Regions from separate parts of the Canis lupus genome. Here region 2 is linked to region 1. The links are chromatin contacts, called in public Hi-C maps. All regions are on one chromosome and are shown on one strand. The core of a region is the stretch at or near the end of the contact, and the rest is flanking DNA. Distances in the headings are between cores, read along the strand shown. Region 1 overlaps MRPL1 (39S ribosomal protein L1, mitochondrial). Region 2 holds the start of MRPL1 (39S ribosomal protein L1, mitochondrial).

Evidence for each region. Hi-C and Micro-C count contacts between places; a contact is called where the count stands out from the background.
Region 2: a Hi-C map of blood shows a contact between it and region 1, with 3 times the contacts expected there. The contact joins the promoter of MRPL1 here to the enhancer-like site in region 1. A contact is called at or near these places in 2 of 9 Hi-C or Micro-C datasets (both in blood).

Annotation. Positions count from the first base shown.
Region 1 is chr32:37,853,838-37,857,814 of UU_Cfam_GSD_1.0, forward strand. All of the region lies in intron 2 of MRPL1 (39S ribosomal protein L1, mitochondrial), which reads right to left. Among named protein-coding and RNA genes, the nearest start is that of MRPL1, 37 kb to the right of the region's middle. Within about 2 kb of position 2,139, at least 1 of the 20 cell types and tissues checked has an H3K27ac peak or open chromatin away from gene starts, as enhancers often do. A contact at or near this core is called in blood, where this site is marked.
Region 2 is chr32:37,890,036-37,893,884 of UU_Cfam_GSD_1.0, forward strand. MRPL1 (39S ribosomal protein L1, mitochondrial) reads right to left here and starts at 2,599. Exons shown (of 9, transcript XM_038582347.1): 1 at 2,300-2,599. CNOT6L (CCR4-NOT transcription complex subunit 6-like) reads left to right here and starts at 3,356. Exons shown (of 12, transcript XM_038582352.1): 1 at 3,356-3,437.

The DNA.
Region 1 (3,977 bases), core at 889-3,388:
ATTTTTAACCACTATTAGACATGCATCACACACATACTTCATGCTGATACATTTAGGGATCTTGCTTAATTCCCATTTTATAGATGAAGTAACTGAGGCCCCAAGAAGTTAATAACTTGCCAAGGGCCACACAGCTAGTGTTAGAGCCTAATATCAGCTCAGTATATTTGATCACTGCACCCTCTTCCTGCTTCACTGTCCTGAAACTCTGATGTTTAAACATACATACACCCATGACTCAATATTTTTGATGCCGATGTTTCAAATTAGAAAATGGCCAGATAATATCAGAGTGTGTGGGAGAAGGTAAATAACATGTGAGCACATATGTATTATTTTTTGATCTTCAAAGCCAAGCGTGCAAGTCACAAGCACCAACAAAACACTAATTAGAGTTAATTTTTATCTTCAATGCATGCAGTGGTAAAACTTGCTTGAAATATTTATCTAAATATGGAAATGTGGGTTTTTTAAATTTATTTTTAGGATCCCGTTTTACCCAACTTTTTAAAAACTTTGTTTTAAAGTTTATTATTTTAGAAATCTTTACATCCAATGTGGAGCTCGAACCCATGACCCCGAGATCAAGAGTCACATGTTCTACCGACTGAGCCAGCCAGGCGCCCCTGGAAATGCATATTTTAAACATTTTATAGCTCTAAGAAAAGTAACAATCCAACAAAGCAATTCTCAGGAAAATGTTTTATTTTTATTGAAGAGCGTACCCAACCCACAAAAGTAGGCTGTAAGTAACTGAAAGGATGTGACTCTCTTCCTCTCTTTTGTACCGTGTGGCTTTATTGTTTTTGTAGACTCAGAAGTGAACTGGACATTTTGTTGTTGCACTTTTTTCAGATCCTGTATTTTTTTTTAGATAAGGTTGAACTGAAGCTGAGTTCAAGCCCCAGCCTTAGGAGTTAATAAGCTCTTTCTCTGTCTCCAAACATCTACTTTTTACTACTTCAGGAAATGAGCCCAAGGGTTTTAGGGAATCTTGAGAATTATTTCTTAGTCATTTTATCTGAAAAATATTGAGTCTAAATACTCCAATATTGGGAAGCCTGTGTGGCTTAGTGGTTAAGCGTCTGTCTTTGGCTCAGGGCCTGATACCAGGCTTCCAGGATCGAGTCCCATATCGGACTCCCTGCATGGAGCCTGCTTCTCCCTCTGCCTGTGTCTCTGCCTCTCTCTCTGTCTTTCATGAATAAATAAATACAATCTTTTAAAAAAATTAAATAAATACTCCAATATTCATCCATATACAGTAACATCTCCATCCTTGTCTAAATTATCTTATTCCATCTAACAAAGTTTCTGTTGTTGCAACTGGGTTAGCATTTGTCTTCTTCCCTTAGTAAACAAGTGATAGAGGTAGAAGAGTAGTGGTATGAGAGAGATGGGGAGAGAACGAGACTCAGAGTAGAAGAGCCTTTAATAATCAAGGAGCCAGAGGTTCAGGTCACGCTTTCCTGACATGGCCAACCCTAGCAGGTTATATCCCCACTCAGCGCTGTGGTCTTTCCATCTGAAAATAGGGATGACAACATTTTTGTGGCATGTGATTCTCCATTGCACTTCCTTAGCTTTGGTTACATCTTGTTAAGTTATGCTAAACAACTATGAATAATTGTTAAGGATTAATTTTTAATGGACAAATAAAAGATGCTTCTGGCTCATCTAGGAGAGATGACAGAGCTCTAACCCAAGGAAACAAATCAAAGCAAACATAGATCAAAGAGTTATCCAGGGGTCCAGGGAAGTAATGAGCATCCTAATCCATCAGGAAAAGTAGATTGTATTTAGAAAAATTAATGAATTTCTCCAAAGGTCAAAGGAAAATAGTAATGGCTGGGAATATAAATAAAAATAGATGGGCTCCTAAATAAAATTTATCTTCAACTGTAATAATCCAGGTTCTAAAACAGATTGTACCACCAAAACTGATATAAAGCATGTGATTCTTCAAGAAACCACAAGAACGCATTGCTTTTCTGAACTCTCTCTAGAAGGAGGGCTGCAGAAATTTAGAGAGAGTAAGATGCTCTGGTTCCCAATGCCCCACTATCAGAAGAGACCCAGAACCTTTCGTGAATGACAGCGAGTGGGGATTTTTGCAGTGTTACCACAACTCCCCACTTCTAGGGCACCCAGAATAGAATCAGGAAGTAGCAGCTGTGTAATCGAAGGACTGCACTTAACCCAAGCTGTGTGCATCTCGAGATTCAGATACCTGTCAAGCAGACAGAAGAGTTGCAGGGTGTGTTTGGCTCTAAGGAGCTATTCATGTAAGGGAGGTGAGAGCATTTGAAGGATACAGCACCTATGTGGAAGAGAAGTAATCCTTAGGGCCCTGTTTCTGCCCAGTGCCTTTCAAGCATTACTGTTACAACCTGGGCTGGAAGACACAAGAAAAACATGTAAAAGAGACATTTTGCTGAAACCACTTAGAGCCCCATGAGCATAGGGCTTGTTGTTTATGGGAACCAGATCAAAAGAGGACATGAGAGAAATTCTAGAATGCAGCATGCTACAGTCTGTGACATACTTGGGACACAGATAGCTTTGATGGCTTTGGCACCTTTCTTACACACAAAAACTAACCAAAAGCAGCAGAAGAGGACAAAAAGGGCAGACACAATGCAGTAGCATATGTGTTTGGGACCACTCAATGCGACACTCCCTTATAACAACCAGTGCATTTGTCCAGAGTTCAAGAATACTGGAGGCATAGAGCCAATCATTATTAGTGGGGTCTTAAAGGCTAAGAAATATCAAGGCTATATAGTTCACCATTGGTCTGGAAAACACCAGTGGCATGTAGAGAGCCATCTCAGAATAATGCAAGCAACTATGATTTTTTTTTAATAATAATGTCGCCCACTTATGAGGTTTGTTAGGTCTCATCCAATGTTTGATTTTTCCTAGATTTTCTTTGGCCAAGGTTAGCAGGTTTCTTTCCTTACATCTTTTTATAAAATATCTAATTCCAAATTACAGATTGAAATATGGCACACTGTACCCTGCATCTTGACTTAGTATCAGTTGAATTACAGTTGGCCCTTGAGCAATATGGGGGTTAGAGGTGCCAATCCCCTGTAGAGCCAAAAATCCATGAATAACTCTTCACTCCCCAAAAACTTAACTATTAATAGCCTACTGTTGACTGGAAGCCTTATGGATAACATAAGCAATCGATTAGCAAATATTTTGCAGTTATATGTATTATATACTGTATACTTACAGTAAAGTAAACTAGAGAAAAGAGAATGCCACTAAGAAAATCATATGGAAGAGAAAATACATTTATAATACTATACTGTATTTATTGAAAAAAATTTGCGTATAAGTGGAACCATGCAGTTCAAACCCATGTTGTTTGAGGGTCCATTATAATATGAAATCCTTGTCTAATTTGCTAAATCTTTATTTTTATTATTACTACTTTAATTCTAGTACAGTTAACATACAGTGTTACATTAGTTTTAGATGTACAGTATAGGGAGGCCTGGGTGGCTCAGCAGTTGGGCGTCTGCCTTCAGCTCAGGGCATGATCCTGGGGTCCTGGGATCGAGTCCTACATTGGGCTCCCTGGAGGAACCTGCTTCTCCCTCTGCCTGTGTCTCTGCCTCTCTCAGTGTGTCTCTCATGAATAAATAAATGAAATCTTTATATATATATATATATATATATATACACACACACACACACAGTATAGGGATTCAACAATTCTATGTATTAGTGAGTGCTCATCATGAGAAGTGTGCTCTTAATCCCCTTCACCTATTTAACCCATCCCTCCATCTACCCTCTAGTAACCATCAATTTGTTCTCTGTAGTTAGGAGTCTGGGTTTTTTTGTTTTGTTTTGGTTTGGTTTGGTTTGGTTTGTCTCTTTTTTCTTTGTTCATTTGTTTTGTTTCTTACTAATTTGCTAAATCTTAAAGTTACCTATGACTATTTATCTTAGCCTTTATTCCA
Region 2 (3,849 bases), core at 1,349-3,848, 37 kb after region 1:
ATGAAATGAGATGTCAAAACAGGTTACCATTTGGTTGCAAACTTTGATCTACTATAAAACTGCTTTTTAAAAATGGCTTAAATGCTAATTTTTTTTAGTGCTAGTGTTTTATTATTAGAATGTCTTTTGAATTGGAATGAGTTTTTAAGTATCAGTGAAGATTTAATTTCTCAGCATCTATACATCGCCAACTATTTGAAAATTATTTCTTTGATCTCTATCTCATAGCAAATGAGAAAAACAACAATCTGTTTTTTGGATAATACAGTTATATTTATTAATATACAAAAGTTTTGCTTTCCTTTTGTTTGGTGAGTCAATACATTTGCTATGGTATAAAGAGAACATTCCTGAGAATAGAGATTATTTAAACTTAACCTGGGGGTGCCTGGGTGGCTCAACGGTTTAGTGCCTACCTTTGGCATGAAGGGCCCAGGGCATGATCCTGGAGTCCTGGGATTGAGTCCCACATTGGGCTCCCTGCATGGAGACTGCTTCTCCCTCTGCCTGTGTCTCTGCCTCTCTCTTTCTCTGTGTCTCTCATGAAGAAATAATAAAAAAAAAACAAACAAAAAACTTAATCTGCATTTGCCTTTTTTTAAATAAACACCTACTGTTCTTAACTCTGAATATCACAATTACAATTATTCAATGGATTGTGATCGTTTACTATACAAAATTTAAAGAGCAACAATGAACATCTCCCACATAAACCTGAGCTTCAGGACCAGCACATCACACCATTTACTATTAGCACTTCCTTATCAGCCACAAAGGCTATCCCTTCTTCCTTCGCCCTAGTCCTTACTCGCTAGTTAGCCTGTGAGAATGACAAGATATATGGCTCAAGTAAAAGGCCAGTGCCATCAGCCTTATCCTCCTGGGTATTGTTGTGACTATTTATTTTGTATTACCTTTCATAATTTCATTTCTGGTTGCTCTGTGAGAATTTCCTGTTTAGAGTCTGTTTCCCCTACAACCATTGTGAGCTACTTAAGAATAGGGACTATATATGCTTATCTTTGTATTTCTGAGGCTAAATACAATGTCTGGAACATAATATCCTTCATAGATCATTATTATATACAAAGAACTACGACTTTATGTATCTATAGGTATTTGAATAAGCTTAAATCTTTGAGGATATGCCATCATCACATTTATATTTTTCAGGTGTTTATTTTCCTATTTTCTTCAACAGTTGGTAGTGTTTCTCCTTGGGGGGTGGGGGGGTGGGGGGGGAAGTGTGTGTCAAGGAGAAATGCTATGGCAAAAGGCCATTCAGGCAGGTTTACCATTCTGGGCTCCAGAAGTGACTTGTTTCTTTGTTGTTTACAAAGTCAGAGAGAACTATTCATATATACCAGTCTAGATTGAAGACAGTTGGGAATGAATGAGTGAGGCTTCTTTTAGGATCAAGGCCATTTTAACACCTATTACAGACGCTGGAACGCGACTGCTACACAGGGAAACAGAAACTTAACGCGGGTGGAAAACAAAGTAGTCCACAGTCCTCCGTCCTAAGGGGCTTCTTTACTCACTTTCTGGTGACAAAAATGAAAGAGGTGCAATTGTCCTTTTGCAATGATGGACTCTTAATATCTGATTAGTTCTGGCTAAATGATGGTGTGTGTGTACCATTCCTTTCCCCAGGAGATGAAGGCCTTTGGCATTCAATAATAAGGCCTAATTAATCGCAACCAACACAACGCGCTTAGTATGCTAAACACTACCCCTGTGTGGGGAAAAATACGCTAATAATCTACCCTTATGCTGCTTGTTTTAGTGCACAAGCCTGGAGCATGCACCGAGGGAGTGTGCAAAAGTGCAATAGCACTACTCTGCCTCTAGAGTCGGTATGTTTTGTTTTGTTTTTTGTTTTTTTGACTACCTACAGGTGGTAAAAAAGCAGAAGCCAACCCACAGAAACATAACTAGACCCGAGAAACTTAAAACGTCAAGGCCACCTTCGCCAAGCGAACATTAATCTTTCTCTACGTTTTGATGTTTTCGCTAAGGGGGCGGGGGGGGGGGAGGGTCACAGCCAAACACACGTAGTTGTACCGCGAGAAGGGAGAATCAGGCGATGAGTAGGACGGGGATGATGGCGGAGCGTCAGAGGTTCCTCAGTTTACCTTTCGCGACACAACTTCCAGGTGTTTTGCGTTGAACCAACCAACCAACCAACCAACCAACCAACCAACCAACAAAAACGCCCCATCGGAGATGTCAGGAAACCTTCTCCTTCCGTCACTTCACCTCACCTCACCTCCCCTCCCCTCACCTCACCTCCCCTCACCTGACGTCTCGTTAGCTCCCGAGCAGCGCTTCCCGCTCAGGCCGCCTCAGGCCTGCGAGCGGCAAACGGCGCCGCGTCCGGCAGGAACACCGGGTGAGGAGGGTTCGCCGGCCTCCTCCGCAGCATGGCTCTGTGGACGTGGACGTGTGACGCCCCGCCAGTCCCCCCAGCTCCGCCGGCCGCTCGAGCCAAGAAAAGAGAGTAAAAAAGCGATAAGGGCAAAGGAGAAGACGGGTGAGCGCCCTGGCAGCCACGCGCGCAGGCGCGCCACGGCCCGCGGCGGGACCGGGGACCGGGGACCGGGGGGCGGGGCCGAGGCGCGGCGCTGGAGCTCCGCCCCCTCCCCGCCCCGCCCCTCCCCTCCCCTCCCTCCCTCCCTCCCTCCTCTCCCCTCCCCCTCCCGCTCGCGCTCCCGCTCGCGCTCGCGCAGGGGAGTGTCTGAGCGCCGCCAGCCCCTCCACGTCAATCAACCCTCCTCCTCCTCCTCCTCCTCCTCCTCCTCCTCCTCCTCCTCCTCGCACTCTCCGCACCTTGTTATTAATCCCAATTCCGACCTCGCGCGGACGCCTCTCCCCGGCCCTCGGGGTTGTGAACGTGGGAGCGGGAGCGAAGGCACCGAAGGCACCGGAGCCTGGCGTCCCCGAGCGGCGGCGGCGGCAGCCTCGGGCCCGGCAGCGGCAGGCGCAGCAGCAAGCCCCGCGGCGGCAGCAGCCCCGGCGCCCGGAGGCCAAGGCCAAGGCCGGGCTCCGCGCCGCCCTCGGAGTAGCAGCCGCGGCGTGGGAGGGAGCTCGCTGCGGCGCTGGGCCGTCGCGTCGGGGGCCGCGGCCGCGGGGCCTCTCCTGGGCGCCCGGGGTCACCGTCCCGCCCCCCGCCCCCCGCCCGCCTGCCCGCTCCCGTCGGCCGCCCTCTCCGCCGCCGCCCCTGCCGTCCCTCAGGCGGCCCGGCCCGGCCCGCCCGCCCCGCGTCCCCTCCGGCCGGTGCCTCTCCCCCCGGCGGGCTGCCTGCATGTCTTTGCTGCCCTCAGCCCCGCCGCCACCGCCGCCGCCGCCTCCCCCGCCGCCGCAGCCCCAGCACCAGCAGCAGCCGCCCCGCCGCCGCCGCCGCCGCCGCCGCCCGGACCCCGGCGCGCTGAATGCAGGTGAGGGGGGGCGCGGGCCCTGCCGGTGGCGGCGGCGGCGCTGCGCGGCGCGGCGCGGCGGGGCGGGCGGGAGCGAGGCCCGCCCGTGGGTGTTTGTGTTTGCGTCTGCGGCCGCGGCCCGGAGGGAAGCATCTGTGGGGCCGGGCGCGCGCGCCGCCGTGTCTCCCCTGCCGCGGGGAAATGGCTGCTGTTGCTCCGCCTGGGCCGGAGGAAGAGAATGAGGTAGAGTGTCTGCGCCTCGGAGGAGGGTCGATGTGGGGGACACGGAAGCGTCCCCGGGAGGTGAGGTGGGAGAGCGACGAGCGTGCGTGAGGCTGTGCGAGGTGAGGCTGTGGCGGGCGGGGAGGCGGCCCGGGGACCCGGGGCCAGTGGGCGTGTGTGGGGCCGGCGCTGGCGGCCCCGGGGTGCGGGG